2 separate regions of the Hordeum vulgare genome follow, and region 1 is linked to region 2. Evidence: chromatin contacts called from public Hi-C data. All regions are on one chromosome and are shown on one strand. The core of a region is the stretch at or near the end of the contact, and the rest is flanking DNA. Distances in the headings are between cores, read along the strand shown.

The links. A called contact is a pair of places that touch in the nucleus more often than the background predicts.
Region 1: a contact with region 2 is called in a Hi-C map of leaf, with 2.9 times the contacts expected there. The contact joins the promoter of LOC123452270 here to the enhancer-like site in region 2. A contact is called at or near these places in 2 of 6 Hi-C or Micro-C datasets (leaf and seedling).

The regions. Positions count from the first base shown.
Region 1 is chr5H:528,054,692-528,058,431 of MorexV3_pseudomolecules_assembly, forward strand. It overlaps LOC123452270 (senescence-specific cysteine protease SAG39-like), which reads left to right and starts at 2,443. Exons shown (of 2, transcript XM_045128902.1): 1 at 2,443-3,001; 2 at 3,478-3,740. The coding sequence starts at 2,533.
Region 2 is chr5H:527,905,052-527,908,732 of MorexV3_pseudomolecules_assembly, forward strand. No RefSeq gene overlaps it. Among protein-coding and RNA genes, the nearest start is that of LOC123452268, 6.5 kb to the left of the region's middle. Within about 2 kb of position 1,405, at least 2 of the 3 cell types and tissues checked have open chromatin away from gene starts, as enhancers often do. A contact at or near this core is called in leaf, where this site is marked.

The DNA.
Region 1 (3,740 bases), core at 1,193-3,692, 150 kb after region 2:
CCGAAATTGGAGGTGGAGGAGTCCTACTCCAATCCTACTTGGAGTAGGATTCCACCTTCCCACTTGGAAACTCTTTCCACCTTGTGTTTTTTCCTTCTCAAACCTTATGGGCCTTAGTGGGAACTTATTCCAGCCCACTAGGGGCTGGTTTATCTCTTCCCATAGCCCATGAGACCCCTTGGGGCGTGACACCCCTCCCGATGGTCCCCGGCACCCCTCCCGGCACTCCTGGTACACTACCGATGAGCCCGAAACTTTTCCGGTGACCAAAACAGGACTTCCTATATATCAATCTTTACCTCCGGACCATTCCGGAGCTCCTCGTGACGTCCTGGATCTCATCCGGGACTCCGAACAACATTCGGTAACCAACCATATAACTCAAATACGCATAAAACAACGTCGAACCTTAAGTGTGCAGACCCTGCGGGTTCGAGAACTATGTAGACATGACCCGAGAGACTCCTCGGTCAATATCCAATAGCGGGACCTGGATGCCCATATTGGATCCTACACATTCTACGAAGATCTTATCGTTTGAACCTCAGTGCCAAGGATTCATATAATCCCGTATGTCATTCCCTTTGTCCTTCGGTATGTTACTTGCCCGAGATTCGATCGTTAGTATCCGCATACCTATTTCAATCTCGTTTACCGGCAAGTCTCTTTACTCGTTCCGTAATACAAGATCCCGCAACTTACGCTAAGTCACATTGCTTGCAAGGCTTGTGTGTGATGTTGTATAACCGAGTGGGCCCCGAGATACCTCTCCGTCACACGGAGTGACAAATCCCAGTCTTGATCCATACTAACTCAACGAACACCTTCGGAGATACCTGTAGAGCATCTTTATAGTCACCTAGTTACGTTGCGACGTTTGATACACACAAAGCATTCCTCCGGTGTCTGTGAGTTATATGATCTCATGGTCATAGGAACAAATACTTGACACGCAGAAAACAGTAGCAACAAAATGACACGATCAATATGCTACGTCTATTAGTCTGGGTCTAGTCCATCACATGATTCTCCTAATGATGTGATCCCGTTATCAAGTGACAACACTTGCCTATGGCCAGGAAACCTTGACCATCTTTGATCAACGAGCTAGTCAACTAGAGGCTTACTAGGGACAGTGTTTTGTCTATGTATCCACACAAGTATTGTGTTTCCAATCAATACAATTATAGCATGGATAATAAACGATTATCATGAACTAAGAAATATAATAATAACTAATTTATTATTGCCTCTAGGGCATATTTCCAACAGCATGTTCCTTTGAGTTAGGGTGCATGTGACATTCCACCTTAATAGAAATGATATACTACTTATGTCAACAAGGTGAGCAATGTTGGTATGTGAGGCTAGTATAGACCACATGTCGGCATGTACAACGACTAGAAACTTGTAGGTGCACTAGTGGGTTTGGCTCGGGCGTTACAGTAGCCAGGTAAATCGTGGTGTCATGTGTGCTCTCGTGTTCCATGAAGGTCGTTGGAGACGTGTAGTCTTGCAATTGCATGATTCACGTTAATTGGCTAGGCTATTGTCTTCTCCTTAACTAGTAGATTGGGAAGAACTCATCATAGCTTGGACAATTAGGACTTTTTATGGTGAAACCAACCCAATAGGTTTTAATTCCTAGACTTGGTATTGGTGGTCGTATTTTCTGGATTTATTTCAAGTCTTTCAGTGATGCGTGTTCAGTGAAAAAAGATTCGGGGCCTACACAGTCTTTTGAAGGTGTTTACAGAGATAAGGTGTGCGCATGTCTATGAACCGTGCTTAAAAATACTAGTCACTGAGGGCTATGCGCTTCAAATTCGGGAAAATGAATCAGTAATATACATGTTTGTGACAAAATTGTTCAATTGAAACAAAAAGTGCCAAGCCAAACAAAATATGTGGTCACAAACACTTGCAAAACTTGTTGGCAACATAGTCCGCAAAGTTTACTCGTGTGGCCGCAAATCAAACATACTTTTTGCATGCATATGCAAAGAGTTGCGCATGCGTGTGTGCCTGAATATGATGCTAGTGACTTGCTAAGGACCAGAGTCCTCATTAGCGCGTACTCCTTCCACTGCAACATGCACGACGTGAGGATTTGATCTCGATAACTAACACAATAATTTACATGTTGGGTTACCCAAAATTGTCTGGATTCTTCTTTAAAAACATCTTCTTCTTTTTGCTATTTCGTAATCATCACTTGCTCATAGGGTCAAAATTCACAATCAAAATACGTCATACGCGCAACTTGCAACGGAAGGCAGTAGCGTGCATGCACAGAGTGTGAAAGGACGTGTATGGGTGTGAGCGAGTGAGTGACGTCGTGAATGTGGTGCTAGTGTGGTCGTGTACATTTCCTTAATATGCACCTGAAAATCCCTGCCTAGCTTTCCTTCTATATAAACCCATGCCATCCTTGCAGCATTTGGGCAAGCGAGAAGTAGCTTAAGCAACACGTAGCCTTGCCACACACTCTGAGCTCTAGCTCTAGGCGCCGTACACTCCCACAGCCTAACCATGTCTCTGTCCACGTTAATCCTCGCACTCCTCGCCATGAGCAGCGCCGTGGCCGCTCCCCGTGCGCTGGCGGCGCGGCAGCTCGCCGGCGACGAAGCCATCACCGTCGAGGCTGCCATGGTGTCGAGGCACGAGAAGTGGATGGCGGAGCACGGGCGCACGTACGCGAACGAGGAGGAGAAGGCGCGGCGGCTGGAGGTATTCCGCGCCAACGCCAAGCTCATCGACTCGTTTAACTCCGCGGAGGACAGCACCCACCGGCTGGCTACCAACAGGTTCGCCGACCTCACCGACGAGGAGTTCCGCGCCGCGAGGACCGGCCTCCGGCGCCCGCCGGCGGCCGCGGCTGGCGCCGGGAGCGGCGCTGGGAGGTTCAGGTACGAGAACTTCAGCCTGGCCGACGCGGCCGGGAGCATGGATTGGAGGGCCATGGGCGCCGTCACCGGCGTCAAGGACCAAGGCTCTTGCGGTACGTACGATCAACACGACAACACTGTCATTGAGCCAAAGAAATAAAACACGACAACACTGTCATTGAGCAAAAAAAACACACGACAACACTGTCACGCACGCTACTGCAGATGCATCCATATATTAATTAAGCTACAGAACATTGCAAGCACCTGAACAATTACCACCTGAATCGAACTTTTTTAGATTTCTAAATAAAAATGTTGTAAGAGAATTTGCAAGTGACAACACGCGCGTACGGTCAAACGGGAAAGTAAAAAAATGACGTGAGATTCTACCGGGATGACCAGAGTCTACAAACAAGTCATGCGTGCACTTTTCGGTCAGCCCAGACAGCAAGAGGGTCAACGTTAACTTTACTTCAATGATTGGAGTAGAGTACATTCTTAATTGTTCATTTCCGACATGTCCTAAACTTAATTGGCTCTGTTTCATCGTCTAATCAAATAAGTGTGGGGTGACATCCATATGCAGGTTGCTGCTGGGCGTTCTCGGCGGTGGCGGCGGTGGAGGGGCTGACGAAGATCCGCACGGGGCGGCTGGTGTCGCTGTCGGAGCAGCAGCTGGTGGACTGCGACGTGTACGGCGACGACGAGGGCTGCGCCGGCGGCCTCATGGACAACGCCTTCGAGTACATGATCAACCGCGGCGGTCTGACCACGGAGTCGTCCTACCCGTACCGCGGCACGGACGGGTCGTGCCGCCGCTCGGCGTCGGCCGCGTCCATCCGGGGGTAC
Region 2 (3,681 bases), core at 155-2,654:
CGGAAGTGCGTGGAAGAAAGCAAGATTGACGTCAACTATGTTTGCACCAACGACCAGCTTGCAGATATCCTACCAGATCTTTGGGCAGACAGAAGTTCCTGAAGATGCGCGAAGGATCGGCGTCTAAGCTGTAAAGTGAGGACATCGTGTTTAGGAGGGTGATTGTTGGAATTAACCACGACGACGTGTTTGGCTTGGACTCGTAACCATCACCGAGTAGGACTTGTAGTTGGCTAGGTTAGCTACTATATAATTCTATGTACCCCTTGTAATTGAACTAGATTGAAATCAAAGCAATACAAACATCATGATCGATACGGTCCTGTGGCCAACTCGTCGTCTCCTGTGCTTAGTATCGCGTGTGCTTCGGCGAGAGAGTTTGAGCGATGCCGGCGACTTGACCTGGCAAGCGTGCAAGATAGCAAGATACAAAAAGCATCGAGCAGCCTGCTTGCTAGCTTAGGTTAGTTGTACGTGGGTGTGGGCATCTTCCGTCCATCCGGCGGCTCGGAAAGTAATCGAGCTACGTCGCTGCGTATTGCCGGAAAGTATTTGACAACATCGTCGTTGAGGTCGAGACCTGTACCAACAACCATGAGACAAAGTGGGAGTGACATTTGCATTGAATAACCTTTAACTAGTGATTTCACCAAAAACCTTGCTGACAGTTGCTAGATTCGTTCGTGGGCCATGGCCAAATAGTATCTACTCCCTCTCACGCGCTCTCGCTCGCTCATGAGTTTGCTGGGTTTTTTTCGTTCGCTATTTCCTACTATACTAACATGACAACCTGTTTTTACGTAGTTAAAATAAAAAAATTGTGCACACCAATTTAATTTTTTCAAACGAATTCCAAAAAATCAAGCAATTTGCATAAAGTTCACGAGTTTGAAAAAATGGCTTAAAATTAAGGAATTGGAAAGAAAATGTAGTGGAATCAAACAAAGAATATGGATTTGATTTTTTTTGTCAGTTTGCAAAAATATTCAAGGATTTTTTAAAAAAATCATGGATTTGAAAGAAAAAAGGTGTATTTGAAACGGATGTTCCTGAAGTTTTAAAACATGCAAATTCGAAAAATCATCATTTTGAAACAAAGATCATGGATTTCACAAAAGTATGCGGATTTAGAAAAATGATCACGGACTTGAAAGATGTTCATGAATTTGAAAATACACAGATATTTAAAAAGTTCGTGGACCTGAAAAATGTTCATGAAAAAAATGAAAACCAAAAGCATAAAGAAAAAAAAGAAAAATAGAACTAGCAAAACCAAGTGGAAATCCTATAGAAAAGAAAAAAGGAAAAAATGGACCAGAAACTTTCCTAAATTGGTACAGGGGCTTCTGGAACGCAAAACGCTTAGATGGGTCGGTCCAACTGCAAAAACAAGTGAAGGGGAGCGCATTTGCATGTATTCGACGCGTTAAGCGCCGAATAGGATTTGCACTATGGTTCCGTCCCATTAAATACATTAAGCACTGCAAGATTGGCAACCAATCAGCTATGTAACGTGACGCAAGCTGGTTGGTCGCAGTGAAAAAGCTTATAAGATACTTTTTAGATAAAGGTAAATATTTTTTAAATATTTTTTAGATGATGACACGTATTTTTTAAATGAAGGGTTATGCAAATTGGCGCTTGCCTATGATTTTTTTTTTGTTTTTTTAGATGGAGGTGAGGATTTTATTTTTCTGAGATGCTTTTTTAGATAGAAGGAAGGATCACATGTTTTTTTTAAATGACAACATGCACATGACTTTCAAGCGGCATTACAGCGGTGGCGCTCCAATCCCTAGTGAGAGCCAAATGTCGCTCTCCCGCATAGGATTTTCTCGCATGGGTCGAACTAATAAAAAGTCACGCCTCGTCCGCGTGGTCTAGCTGCCTCACCCGATTCCGTGTTTAACTTTTTTTGCTAGGCTTTTGTTGTTCCTCATGTGTTGTGACTGTTGTCTTCGAAAAAAAGGATACCAAATCTCTTTCTTAATTATAGTTTTGTTTGGTAAAATCACAATATTTTGTGGATTTAATAAGAAGTCCACAAATTAAAAAATGTCTGTGAATTTGAAAATAATGTTTGTGAATTTTTTAAATGTCTGTGCATATGAAAAAAATTCACAAAATTGCAAAAGTATTATTGGTTTAAAACATTTATTAATCTGAAACAATTGTTTGTAAATTTTAAAAATATTTAATCTTTAAAAATGATGTTTTTTAAAATGAAAAGGGAAAATAAAAAACGTCTTAATCTTTAAAAATGATGTTTTTTAAAATGAAAAGGGAAAATAAAAAACGTCGAAACCATGTAAGTTAAAGACCATCAATAAACACTAAAAGAAAAACATAAAACCAAAGGAACCATCTAAAAGGTGTCCCTGAAATCAGAATACCCACATGCAGTCTTTATGGGCTGCCCCGTTTTAAATTTGATTTGTGAGTTGCATATGTGTAAGCCTTTATTTGGTGCCATAACCCTTAAGTGCCAAATATAATTTTTTGCAGTGGTGCACTTGCTTCCGATGACTATTTTCTCGAGCAGGAGGGCCTGTGAGCTAGACTATTGATCACGGTATTTAAAAACGAGTGGTCTCTATTAAATCTAAGGAATGTGACTTATATGCTCCACCTCTAGTGTAATCTATTAGAACCTAGTGTTAGTAACAATATTTAGTGAAACTCATTTGGGCAAAACTGCCAATTCAAGGCATTTCTATTATGTTGTGTTGTGTATAAGTGTGGTTATTTGCATAGGTGGGTGTCTAACCTTAACCGTTCTTCACCGGACTATAGGTATATCAAATAGTACATTCAGACAAAGGTAGTCAAATGAGTCTTGGAGATTGAATAGAGGTGAGATGAAGAGTTGATAATGTATAACCTTAACCCACTAAATCTTGAAATGTCCCAGAGACTTATTTGGTTTGTATGGCGTGTGCAAAGATTTTGTTACCATGTGGATAGCTAACGAAAGAGGAGAAAAAATAATTGTTGTATTCCTCCTTATGGCATGAAAAAAGAGCAACACACGCTCAATCAAGCACCTCGTCTCACCACATGTGTGTGTGGTGCTTCATCTCGACCTTTGGAATTGCACCCCTTGATAACCTACATTGGGTGAAGGATGGTATTGTTTTAAGAAAGTGTCCTAGCACGACTGTTCGCAACAAGCCGATTACATCAACGATTGTTGATTAACTACTTCGACTACCCCCACTTTGACGCGGGGTCACATCAGCTCCACCACCATGGGAGACAACGATGTTTTCATAGATTTTCTAACCAACACAATATGCCATCCATCTCACTATTAGCAATTGCTTTTGCATTTGTGTTGAGGCATAATTTATGCCTAAGTAATTTTGGTGATTGATGACAGTTCCGTACACGACTAATCGTGTGTGTCAAGGTTTCAGACAACACTCGTCAACGGCACAAGACGACACGACTCCTCTCTTCTGGAACGGAAGCACGGCGCCCTCCTAGATTCTCTTTATTTGAGTCATAGGAAAGCCGTACTATTAAGAGGGGATCCGTAGTGGAAAGGTTTGGGTGGAATCTATCTTTGCACACGCACACCTCTCTTTCTCCCTTTCCTTTATCTTTGGAGCGGCCCTCGCCGTTTTGTTCTTAGCTTCTCTGCAAAATGGTCCCCAGCGGTAGTACCGCTGCAGCCAGCGG